Regions from separate parts of the Sus scrofa genome. Here region 2 is linked to region 1. A link is a contact called in public HiChIP or PLAC-seq data. All regions are on one chromosome and are shown on one strand. Each heading gives the region's core, a stretch centred on a gene start, on an enhancer-like site or on the middle of the called end of the contact. The rest is flanking DNA. Distances are from core to core; before and after follow the strand shown.

Region 1 (6,249 bases), core at 1,806-4,305:
CACCTTCATCACAATAGAAACTAATTTTTCTTATATTTAGCTGAAATTCTTCTTTGACAGTCATAAAAACTTCAAATATATCTATGGCGTGAGTCTGACTCTTTAGACTATAAGTTGACCACACTTCTTCATAAATTTGGAGGCCCTCTGAGACTAAACATAACCAAAGTATTACATGGGCATGACTCACTGAGAGCACTTGAAATGTGTGAAAGAAAACTACTTAAAATCTTTCCAATTCTGAATCAATTCATCTTCGATATTTTTAAAAAGGGCTGTATTCTATGTGCAGTTGTTTGGTGACTTCATTGAATATACTTTATTTTTTGTAAAATATGACTTTTTACTTTTTTCTATAACTGATATAATAAATTTTTATAATATTTCCATAACTGAGATAATAAATTTTTTTACCATATTGCCATCTAAAAATAATTTTCTTTTTTGTGCAAGAATCCAAGTCATTTAATAGCAAGCTACAGTTAGAAGCTCACATCCTGTTAGACATAATTTTTAAAATTTTGCTGGATATTCATTTCTGATTTCAGGCAACTAATTTAGTCTTTTTTTAAAAACAAAAAACAACCTTTTTGACTGTTGAGAGGAAACATATCAAATACATCATGTATTTTCTGATAATGTCTCTAATATTGTTTTTTTTATTATCTTAGAAAATATACACATACCTCAAGCAGACAGATTTTTTTGTTTTGCTTGGTCTCAACAAACTGCAACTGCCAAACACTGTGAAATTTGAGATGTGGTTTCTCCTAGTTTTTCTTTCCTTTATTGCTCTGGTTGCATGTAGGACAGGCTTCTGTATCTCGATTTGATTCTGCATCACTCATATGCCCCATACAATTTTTCTTTTCTTTTTTTCTTTTTTCTTTTTTGTCTTTTGCCATTTCTTGGGCCGCTCTCGTGGCATATGGAGGTTCCCAGGCTAGGGGTCGAATCAGAGCTGTACCACAGGCCTACACCAGAGCCACAGCAACGCAGGATCCAGCCGCGTCTGTGACCTACACCACAGCCCATGGCAACGCTGGATCCTTAACCCACTGAGCAAGGCTAGAGATAGAACCTGCAACCTCATGGTTCCTAGTCGGATTCGTTAACCACTGCGCCACGATGGGAACTCCCAATTTTTCTTTTAAAATTTTGTCTAATTTAATTTTTGAATTAAAACAATAATATCATTTTTATGTTTTAATTAAACTAGTAAGTATTTCCATTCGAATACCAGTTACAATTTATGTAGGTATCATAGTAACTTGGGCTGCCTGCATAAACATCTAAATAATTGAGTTACAATGTTACATCAATGTATAGGAAAATCACTTTGTTGACAACAACTAGATTGGCCATGCGCTTATGTGTAACACTAGAAAAGACACAGGCCAAGGATGCATGCTACCTACATCACACCTTAAGTGATTCAATGGTTAAAGTGAAACATAGTTCTCTCAGGACATTGGGGTTGTATTTAATGAAGAAAAAAAAATGACATTGGTTCAATTTTTAAATTTCAAAATCAATTAGTTTAAATTAAACTGAAAGTAACAATTCTGTTCCTCAGTGGTGCTAGCCCATTTCAAATTTTCAGGAGACCACGTGGTTAGCAGCCACTGAATTTGATCCAATAGCCTTACATGTACTTACTTGGTCCTGGCTTGCTTTCTTCTTTTTTTAAATTTTTTTTCTTTCATTTATTTATTTATTTGCTTTTTAGGGCTGCATTCGTGGCATATGGACGTTCCCAGTCTAGGGGTCGAATGGGAGCTACAGCCGCTGGCCTACATCACAGCCAGAACATGCAGGCTGTTCCTCACAGTCCATAGTTGGCTTTGTTTCCGCTGCTCCATGATGGGAAATCCTCATTATCTTGACCTCTGTTATTTTCTTACTAATGTTTACCCCATCTATTCCCACCCCCCTGCAGGGGATTCAGGCTTGACTGGGAGAAACACTAACCAGGTAGCCGTTTCCAGAGGATGGGACCAAAAAACTGAAGTGAAAGCTTGATAGTCTGATTTAGTTGAAAGCAATGAGGGATAATGAGATGAGACCAAACTTATGTCGGTCAGGAAAGATAGAATCTAATGCGTAGCAAATAGAAGGTCAAAATTGGGTTTCAAAAGAAAGCCAGGACCAGAGTTCCCATTGTGACACAGCAGAAATGAATCTGACTAGGAACCATGAGGTTGCGGGTTCAATCCCTGTGCTCATCAGTGGGTTAAGGATCTGGTGTTGCGGTGAACTGTGGTGTAGATCGAAGACGTGGCTTGAATCCAGCATTGCTGGGGCCGTGGTGTAGACTGGCAGCTGTAGCTCCAATTAGACCCCTAACCTCCATAAGCCACCGGTGCAGTCCTAAAAGGACAAAAGACAAAAAAAAAAAAAAAAAAAAAAAAAGATAATGAGGGGAGAGGTGGAGAGAGGGATAAATTAGGAGTTTGGGATTAATATATACACACTACTATATGTAAAATGATCAACAAGGACCTACTGTATACAGGGAACACTACTCAATATTCTGTGATAACCTACATGTGGAAAAAATCAGAAAAAGAATTGATAGAGGTGTATGTATAACTTAATCACTTTGCTGTATACCTGAAATCCTTAAATAACACAACATTGTAAATTAATTATACTCCAACATAAAATAAAAATTAAAAAATATAGGGAGGGAGTTATAAAAAGCAGTAACAACTCTAAATTATTCTTGTTTCCTGTCTTGGACAAATGACTTCAAAAAAATGTGCAGAACATATTTCTTAACCATTACTTACATAATAATTTTTGAAAATCACACAAAATAGTGTAGGAACTGGAAATGAGCTAACGTTCTAATTTTCATAAAATGGAAGAAAGGAACTTCTGCAGAAAATTTGGGGGAAATAAATGCAAAAATCGTCTTAAGCGAGATTCTACTATGAATTAGTCAAACAGTAGTGTGTAAGCTTTTACAAAATGAAGAAGTGATCACCATGAGAGTTTGCAATCACAAGGAAAGATCTGGGTCCGACACACCCACTTCCTGTTTTGATAAGCTTAGGAGACTGGTGGTAATACTGCAGATGTCTGAATTTCATCAAAGCCCTTGGCAACGCCTCTCACCATATCTTTGCAGCAAAATGAACAGGAACTGGCTGGATGATGGCATAAGTGGTGTTAGTTTGCATCTAATGTACAATCCAACCTGATTATTGCCAAACAATTTTTTTTCTCCCTGCAGATTTTGATGATGTCTTGGGATCTGATCTCAAATTTGTCCTTTGCAATATTTTAGTGACTATAATGAATAGATTGCATGAAGATACTTCTCATCATGAAGAGACTGCTCATCACTTCATACTGCAGTAAAATCTAGGATTGATAGCCAGTAAAATGGATAATAGTCTTAGAACTTAAGATCTCAACAGGTGAGATCTGTGCTATAGCCAACCTCCACCCCCCGCATAAAATAGCTCAAAAAAAAAATATTGCAGAGATGTGATCTGTAATGTAACCTGTGTTAACTTGGCCATTCCAGCATGGGATTGGGATATGAAGAGTGTGAATAGGTTTTGGAAAGTGGGACATGATGACAGCAGCCTCCAGTTTCTATAATTACTGGAATTCTTGGCCCATGCAAATCCCTTCCCCTGGGCAGCTTCTGGGTGGCTTGTCTTTCTCCCAGTGGTCAGTAAAGGTCTCCTCAGTCACTGGCACTGATCTGGCATTGTGGCCTTGTGGCCTCAGCCTTGCTGGTGGGTGCAGGTCGCTGCTGCACTGCCACTCCTGCCAGGGCACTGTCCCGGCAGCTTCTGTGAATCCTCATGCATAGAACAGTGCCTGGCACATAGTACATACTTAATAAGTATTTATTAGATGAATGAATGCATGAATGAACTGTTAATTTAATATGAAAAACTTCCTGGAGTTCCTGAAGTGGCTCAGAGGAAGCGAATCTGACTAGTATCCATGAGGACACAGGTTCGATCCCTGGCCTCCATATGCTGCAAGCTCGGCCCTAAAAAAACCCCCCAAAACCAAAACAAAACAGGAGTTCCTGTTGCAGTGCAGTGGAAACGAATCTGACTAGCAACCATGAGGACATAAGTTCATTCCCTGGCCTCGCTCAGTGGGTTAAGAATCCTGTGCTGCCATGAGCTGTGGGGTAGGTCACAGACTCAGCTCAGATCTCATGTTACTGTGGCAGCTGTAGTTCCAATTGGACCCCTAGCCTGGCAACCTCCATATGCTGCGGGTGTGGCCCTAAAAAGACAAAAGAAACAAACAAGCAAAACAAAAACCTTCCTAACCACAGACATTTTTCAAAAGAAGGACTTTCTACCCCCCAAAGCACTGAGTTTCCTATGACTTGAGATATCCACTTGTCAGGGATATTGATTGGGTAATACATTCAACTACTAATTGGAAGCAGGGAGGAAACCAGAAGAGTCTATATTTGCATGAAATGTGACCATTACAGGATTTCAGATATAGTTGTAGTTAGATTTTTCATAAGCACAACTGATTTCTCTCTCCATTCCCCAATTCTCCTCCCATTTGTGAATTTCCCTCCCTCTCTTGCTCTCACTTGCATGCACAGGCGCGCACACACACACACACACACACACACACACACACAACCCCTTTATGTAATCTGAATGCTGCTACCTGGAGCCCTCCCTCCCTTGTCCCTTGAGATTTAGATGGTCTTGAGCCCAAGTTTCATGGCCTAGGGGTGTCCAAGTTTTCTGCGAATTTCTGGAAATACATGTGGTCTCATGATCCCCTATGCTCCTGGAATCCTGCATCTGCACAAGCTATCTCTGTCCAACCAGCAACCACAAAGATATGAAATCTATCCGTCTCATCGTTTCCCACCAACCGAAGCACACAGACTTTACAGAATCACTGGGGTCCATCCCATTACCAACTGCCCATAACAACTGAGACATTTCTGAGAAGTCCTTCCTTCAGTCCTCCAACCAGCCTCTTCCCTCCCCTCCCTTCTCTTCATCTAACCCACTCTCCCCTCTCTTTCCCTCCTCTCTTCTTCTGCCCTCAGCTTTCCCCTTTTCCCATCTTTCCCCTCGCACTGAAGAGCACACACTTCCTTTTCCCTGTAAAGCCCTCACCCAATCAACACCCAGCTCCATTCTATGGTACCTACCACTTACCCAAACATTTACCTAAGTGTCTTTGTTCCAAATGAAAGTGAGCCCTTATCTACCAAGAGTTGTGGTGCAAAGTGTCGCTAGGATCAAGAATTTTAAATTGCTTTTGTTGCACCTGCAATATAGTTTGAACTCCTTACTCTATGCTAGACTTAGTAACATTTAAGTTTTACCCTTTAGGATAAATTGACACTAAAAAACCTAATGCTGGAGTTAATCCATAAATGGTAAATGAATTCTTGTTTAGGATAGCCAGAAAAGCAGACATTAAAAAGATGTGACTATGGGAGATCCTGTCATGGCTCAGTGGTTAACGAATCCGACTATGAACCACGAGGTTGCAGGTTCGATCCCTGGCCTTGCTCAGTGGGTTAAGGATCTGGCATTGCCATGAGCTGTGGTGTAAGCTGCAGATGCAGCTCGAATCCAGCGTTGCTGTGGCTCTGGGCTAGGCTGGCAGCTATAGCTCCCCTAGCCTGGGAACCTCCACATGCCGAGGGAGCAGCCCAAGGGATAGCAAGAAGACCAAAAAAAAAAAGAAAAAAAAAAGATGGGACTATGTAACATTCTGGGTAAATGGGAACCGACTTACTGTTCTTACAGATGGGAATAAATTATGTTCCCTCCTCCCCAATGTGCATTATCTTTTTTAAAAAGTTCATTATCTTTTCTGATTATAACATTAACATATACATGCTCATAAAATCATAAAATACAGACAGGATAATGATTATGATGGCTAATATATTTTGAGTACTTGTGTATTCAACACTCTGCTTAGTGCTTTGCATGTATTATTATGAAGTATCATTGCCTCCATTTGTTACTGATGAAACTGAAGGTACATAGTGGTCACATCTGTCTCAAGATCACACAACCAGAAAATAACTACAAAGAATCATGTCATCATTTTGGTGAACATATGCCATGCTTTTTCTATCATTAAATTCTTCAAATTATACATTGAATTACTATTTTGTAATCTGAATTTTTTTCTTTTTTGGCTGTCCCATAGCATATGGAGATCCCGGCCTAGGGATCAGATCCAGCCACAGATGTGACTTATGCTGCAACTGCAGCA
Region 2 (6,162 bases), core at 2,945-5,444, 200 kb before region 1:
GTAAAGAAATGGAAAGATATTCCATGTTCCTGGATTGGAAAAATCAATATTGTGAAAATGGCCATCCTACCCAAAGCAATCTACAGATTCAATGCAATCCCTATCAATTACCCATGACATTGTTCACAGAACTAGAACAAACAACCCAAACATTTATATGGAAACACAAAGACCAGAATCGCCAAAGCAATCCTGAGAAACAAAAACCAAGCAGGAGGCATAACTCTCCCAGACTTCAAGAAATACTACAAAGCCACAGTCATCAAAACAGTGTGGTACTGGTATCAAAACAGACAGACAGACCAATGGAACAGAATAGAGAACCGGAAATAAACCCTGACACTATGGTCAATTAATCTTTGACAAGGGAGGCAAGAACATCAAATGGAAAGGAAAGTCTATTCAGCAAGCATTGCTGGGAAACCTGGACAGCTGCATGCAAAGCAATGAAACTAGAACACACCCTCACACCATGCACAAAAATAAACTCCAAATGGCTGAAAGACTTAAATATACGACAGGACACCATCAAACTCCTAGAAGAAAACATAGGCAAAACACTCTCTGACATCAACATCATGAATATTTTCTCAGGGCAGTCTCCCAAAGCAATAGAAATTAGAGCAAAAATAAACCCATGGACCTCATCAAACTGAAAAGCTTTTGCACAGCAAAGGAAACCAAAAAGAAAACAAAAAGACAACTTACAGAATGGGAGAAAATAGTTTCAAATGATGCAACTGACAAGGGCTTAATCTCTAGAATATATAAGCAACTTATACAACTCAACAGCAAAAAATCCAATCAACCAATGGAAAAATGGGCAAAAGACCTGAATAGACATTTCTCCAAGGAAGATATACAGATGGCCAACAAACACATGAAAAAATGCTCAACATCGCTGATTATAAGAGAAATGCAAATCAAAACTACCATGAGATACCACCTCACACCAGTCAGAATGGCCATCATTAATAAATCCACAAATAACAAGTGCTGGAGGGGCTGTGGAGAAAAGGGAACCCTCCTGCACTGCTGGTGGGAATGTAAACTGGTACAGCCACTATGGAGAACAGTCTGGAGATACCTTAGAAATCTATACATAGGACTTCCATATGACCCTGCAATCCCACTTTTGGGCATCTATCCGGACAAAGCTCTACTTAAAAGAGACACATGCACCCGCATGTTCATTGCAGCCCTATTCACAATAGCCAGGACATGGAAACAAGCCAAATGTCCATCGACAGATGATTGGATTCGGAAGATTTGGTATATATACACAATGGAATACTACTCAGCCATAAAAAAGGATGACATAATGCCATTTGCAGCAACATGGATGGAACTAGAGACTCTCATACTGAGTGAAATGAGCCAGAAAGACAAATACCATATGATATCACTTATAACTGGAATCTAATATCCAGCACAAATGAACATCTCTCAGAAAAGAAAATCATGGACTTGGAGAAGACTTGCGGTTGCCTGATGGGAGGGGAGGGAGTGGAGGATCGGGAGCTTGGGCTTATCAGACACAACCTAGAATAGATTTATAAGGAGATCCTGCTAAATAGCATTGAGAACTATGTCTAGATACTCATGTCGCAACAGAAGAAAGGGTGGGAGAAAAAACTGTAACTCCAATGTATACATCTAAGGATGACCTGACCCCCTTGCTGTACAGTGGGAAAAAAAAAAAATGTTATGATTACTGTTCCTACCATTGGAGACTTTAGAGACTGTGGCAATTATCCAGGCCCAAGGAGAAATCCCAGCCACCATATTCTCTATGATCAGCCCATCTTTGTTTGAAAAGAGCCGGTGACTGCCACATAAGACTACCCTAACAGAACACACACCTCATAGGGATAAGAGGTTTTGTCTTTTGTTCACTGGCAAATCCCAGAATTTAGATCAGTGCCTGGCACATAGTAAGTGCTCAACAAATACTGAGAAATATTTGAATGAATAGTTGAAATGTTTTTCCTGACACTGAACCAAATTTTGTCTCCCAGTAATTTCCACACTTTGATCTTAGAATATAGGTTTTTCTTCCTCACAGGACAAGATCCACATATTTTTCCAAGAAATCTCATAGCTCCCCCACGGTGAACCTCCTCTCTCCCAAGCTCAACAATCTCCAGTCCTTCAGCTCTTCCTCATCTGTTCCCAGATGTTCGCCATCTCCACACATGCCTTTATCATCAACATCCTTCTAACATTAAAAAATAATTAAGAAGGAGTTCCCGTCGTGGCCCAGTGGAAACGAATCTGACTAGTGTCTATGAGGATATAGGTTCAGTCCCTGGCCTCATTCAGTGGGTTAAGGATCTGGCATTGCCATGAGCTGTGGTATAGGTTGCAGACACAGCTCGGATCTGGCAGTGCTGTGGCTGTGGCTTAGGCCAGCGGCTACAGCTCCAATTCAACCCCTATCCTGGGAATCTCCATATGCTACAGGCGTGGCCCTAAAATGACAATAATAATAATAATAATTAAGAAGAGCTGTGAAAGAGATGAGCGTAATATAATTAAAACCTACAGCTCTAGGGCTAGTATAATAACTTGAACATTAAAGCATTCAGAGACTCCTTAGAGTTTAATTAGTCTAAGTTCCTCATTTCACAAAGAAACAGAAGTTACATTACTTATCAAGCAAGACCTAATCCTTGTCCAGTAGCTAATCAAAGGTAGACCCACCACAACCCCAAAATTAATCATCTCATTCTATTTGAATTCTTATTTGAATGCTAAACTGAAAAAAACTTAACCAGATTTGCAAAATCTAGCTCCTTGTCAAACACTGTCTCTCTAGAGATGTGATGAAATTATTTTAGAAAGAAGGCCAAGCTTCCTAATTCTATAGGAATAATTTATACTTGTTTGAGCTGTTTTTTATGAATTACCAGATTGTTGATATCCTTTTAGAGTTAATAGTTTGTAACTTGTTAAAAGAGCTATAAAAATCACATTAATAAGTTCTTATACAGACTCTTTATTTGATACAGAGGTAAGCCAGCTGAATCACAAGAGATCCATGTACACTGCTCTTCTTTTATCCCATATCAAGCAAACATAGAGGAAATTAAATTAATATCAATTTTTCAGAACAAGAAGGGATCACTCATTCCCACCTCAATTTACCACTTTCTTTTTCACCAAATATCTCAGAAAAGAAAAAAGATAAGTAAGCAATGTCAAAATTTTAGTAAAGACATTGAAATATTTCAAAAGCATTGTGGTTGCAAGGAGGAGGGGCAGGGAGTGGGGTGGACTGGGAATCTGGGGTTAACAGATGCAAACTACTGTATTTGGAATGGATAAGCAATGAGATCCTGCTGTAGAGCACTGGGAACTAAATCTAGTCACTTGTGATGGAGCATGATGGAAGATACTGTAAGAAAAAGAATACATATGTGTGTGTGAAAGAGACAGAGAGAGAGACTGGGTCACTTTGCTGTAAAGTAGAAAAATGACAAGATACTGTAAATCAGATATAATAGAAAAAATAAAAGTCATCATTAAAAAAAAAGCATAGGCAGTTACACACCTTATAAGGAACTCTGTCTTATGATGGAGTGGAAGAGTTAACAGGGGATGGTAAGGGTTACTTTGCACTCAGTAGATACACTATTTGCAAATCAGCCAATTTTCAGAAAATCCATTTGAAAAACTGGTTTTCTAGCCAATTTTCCTAAAATGGATCTGCCTATTTAAATTGAAGACTTCCTGGAAAATGGATAACAAATACATAAATTCACTTTCATGTTAAGTCCAAACTTCAGTAGGCAACAATTTGCATAGACTATGTTGGAAAGAATGTTCCCGGGTATAGGTCCCCCTCAAAGACTTGTAATTTAAAATAGTAAAATGCACTGTGTAGTCCAGGGTTAGAATTGCATCACAGTATGACTAGGAAAATGCTCTAGATTTTTATCTTGGGAGCTGCAGCTAACTACAATAGGTCTTCTTTTGTTCCCTGTAATCATCCTCACCTTTGATAACTCCATCTACTGCAGTGGTTTTCAAAGTGTGGTCTGACTGCATCAGCAACACCTGGGAACTGGTTAGAAATGCAAATTCCCAAGTCCCAACCCAGACCTACTGAACCAGAACAAGGGGGTTGGGCCCAGCAAGTGATGGCTTCACTAATCTGCCAGGTGATTCTGATGCTTGTTAAAGTTTGAGGACTGACTCTGTATTGCCTTAGCAGCTTACCACATCCTGTTCCTTTATCTTTCAAATAAAATGATCTTACCCTTAGACAGACCCTTGTCCCCTTATAAAGATGAGAAAGAGAAGAGTAGTCCCTGATATCGGGAGCTGGTCTGGCACTCAGGCTTAGGTCTTGGCGTAGAACATAAACAGTTTCACAGAACATCATCAGACCCAGGCCACTCTGTCATCAGAGCAAAAACAAGGCCACTCCGTAATCACATCTGAACAGACAAAAACAGGAACATGTCCAAACCACAAAAATAACCAAAATATTTTCCATCCTAGGTAATATGAGCAACCATCGCCTTTTTGCCAGTTAAAGTTTTAGGTTCTTCTTATTCCTGCCCCTTTCCAGTAAGATTAAGATAACCAATCAAAGAATTGCCCCCACTTCCTGACAGCATCCAGTCTTAGACAAAGCCCCACCTCTCAGTATTACCTAAGCCAAATCCTAAAATAATGTCCTAATTGTAGTAGTCCCTACTTAACTGCAGTTTCACTTCAGCGGTTTCAGTTACCTGTGGTCAACCTTAGTCTAAAAATATTAAATGGAAAATTTCAAAAAGAAATAACTCATAAATTTTAAATTGTGTTTGGTTCTGAGTAGGGTGACAAAATCCCACACCAACTGCTCCGTCCCCCCACCACGACGTGAATCCTCCCATCGTCCAGCTATCCTTCCCCTTAGTCACTTAGTGCCCAATCTGGTTATCAGATCAACTGGCCTAGTATGATAGTGCCTCTATTCAAGTCACCCTTACTTAACAAGAGCGCCACAGTGCAAGAGTAGTAATGCTGGCAATTCAGATCTGCCAGAGGAGCCACGAAGGGCTTCCTTTAAGTGAAAAAGTGAAAGTTTGAGACTCAATAAAGAAAAAAAAATACTACGCTGAAGCTGTCAAGATTTATGGAAAGAACAAATCTTCTCTCCATGAAATTGTGAAGAAGGAAAAAGAGATATATGCCAATTTTGCTGTTGCATCTCAAACTGCCGAAGTTATAACCACGGTGCATGGTAAGGGCTTAGTTAAGATGGAAAAGACATTACATTGGTACAATAAGATATTTTGAGAGACACCATATTCACATAACTTTTATTACAAAGAATATTGTTGTAATTATTCTATTTTATTATTGTTATTGTCAATCTCTTATTGTGCCTAATTTACAAATTAATTTTTTTTTCTTTTTACAGTCACACCTGCAAGCATATGAAGTTCCTGGGCTAGGGGTTGAATCGGAGCTGCAGCTGAGGTCTACACCACACCCACAGAAATGCTGGATCCAAGCTGCCTCTGTGACCTATGCCACAACTTGCAGCAACACTGGATCTTTGACCCACTAAGCAAGGTCAGGGATTGAACCCACATCCTCAAGGATACTATGTCAGGTTCTTAATCCGCTGAGCCACAATGTCAACTCCTATAAATCAAACTTTATGATAGGTATGTATGTATAAGAAGAAACAGTAAATATAGGGTTCAGTACTATCTGCAGGTTCAGGCATCCACAGGAGAGCTTGGAACATACCCCCTGCAGGGAAGGAGGAACAACTGTTTTTACCAAGATGTTGCAGGCTATGTAACTCATCTTGCTACAACGAGTGATAACGAGCTTTCTCAGAAACAGATGGGTTCCTGTGGGCTTTGGCCAGCATTGACAGAGGAATTATTCACAATCTCCTGGTCAGTGGGGACCAGGGACCTTCCATGAAAGGTTTGTTCCCAGTCCAACACAAGGTAAGTACAGAAATTGCAAGTTGTTGTTTAGAAACACTGACAACAATTTGAGAGAATGATTTTATGTCTGTTAAATCTAAAACTAGAATATCGGGCTTGTATTTTGTATACCAGTTGTTTAAATTTTCTTTTTCTTAACAAATGATCTGCAATAGGTTTTAAAAATTAAAAAAATAAACTGATTCTCCATGACCAATGAGAA

What was found. HiChIP or PLAC-seq counts read pairs in DNA pulled down with a chosen protein or histone mark.
Region 2: an H3K27ac HiChIP or PLAC-seq map of alveolar macrophages shows a contact between it and region 1. The contact joins two enhancer-like sites. A contact is called at or near these places in 1 of 5 promoter capture datasets (liver), 23 of 47 Hi-C or Micro-C datasets (alveolar macrophages, blood, embryonic fibroblasts and 11 more) and 1 of 2 datasets of contacts at active chromatin or transcription factors (alveolar macrophages).

Annotation. Positions count from the first base shown.
Region 1 is chr9:32,978,652-32,984,900 of Sscrofa11.1, reverse strand. No RefSeq gene overlaps it. Among named protein-coding and RNA genes, the nearest start is that of BIRC3, 22 kb to the left of the region's middle. Within about 2 kb of position 3,055, at least 12 of the 83 cell types and tissues checked have an H3K27ac peak or open chromatin away from gene starts, as enhancers often do. A contact at or near this core is called in alveolar macrophages, where this site is marked.
Region 2 is chr9:33,183,998-33,190,159 of Sscrofa11.1, reverse strand. No RefSeq gene overlaps it. Among named protein-coding and RNA genes, the nearest start is that of TMEM123, 27 kb to the right of the region's middle. Within about 2 kb of position 4,194, at least 18 of the 83 cell types and tissues checked have an H3K27ac peak or open chromatin away from gene starts, as enhancers often do. A contact at or near this core is called in alveolar macrophages, where this site is marked.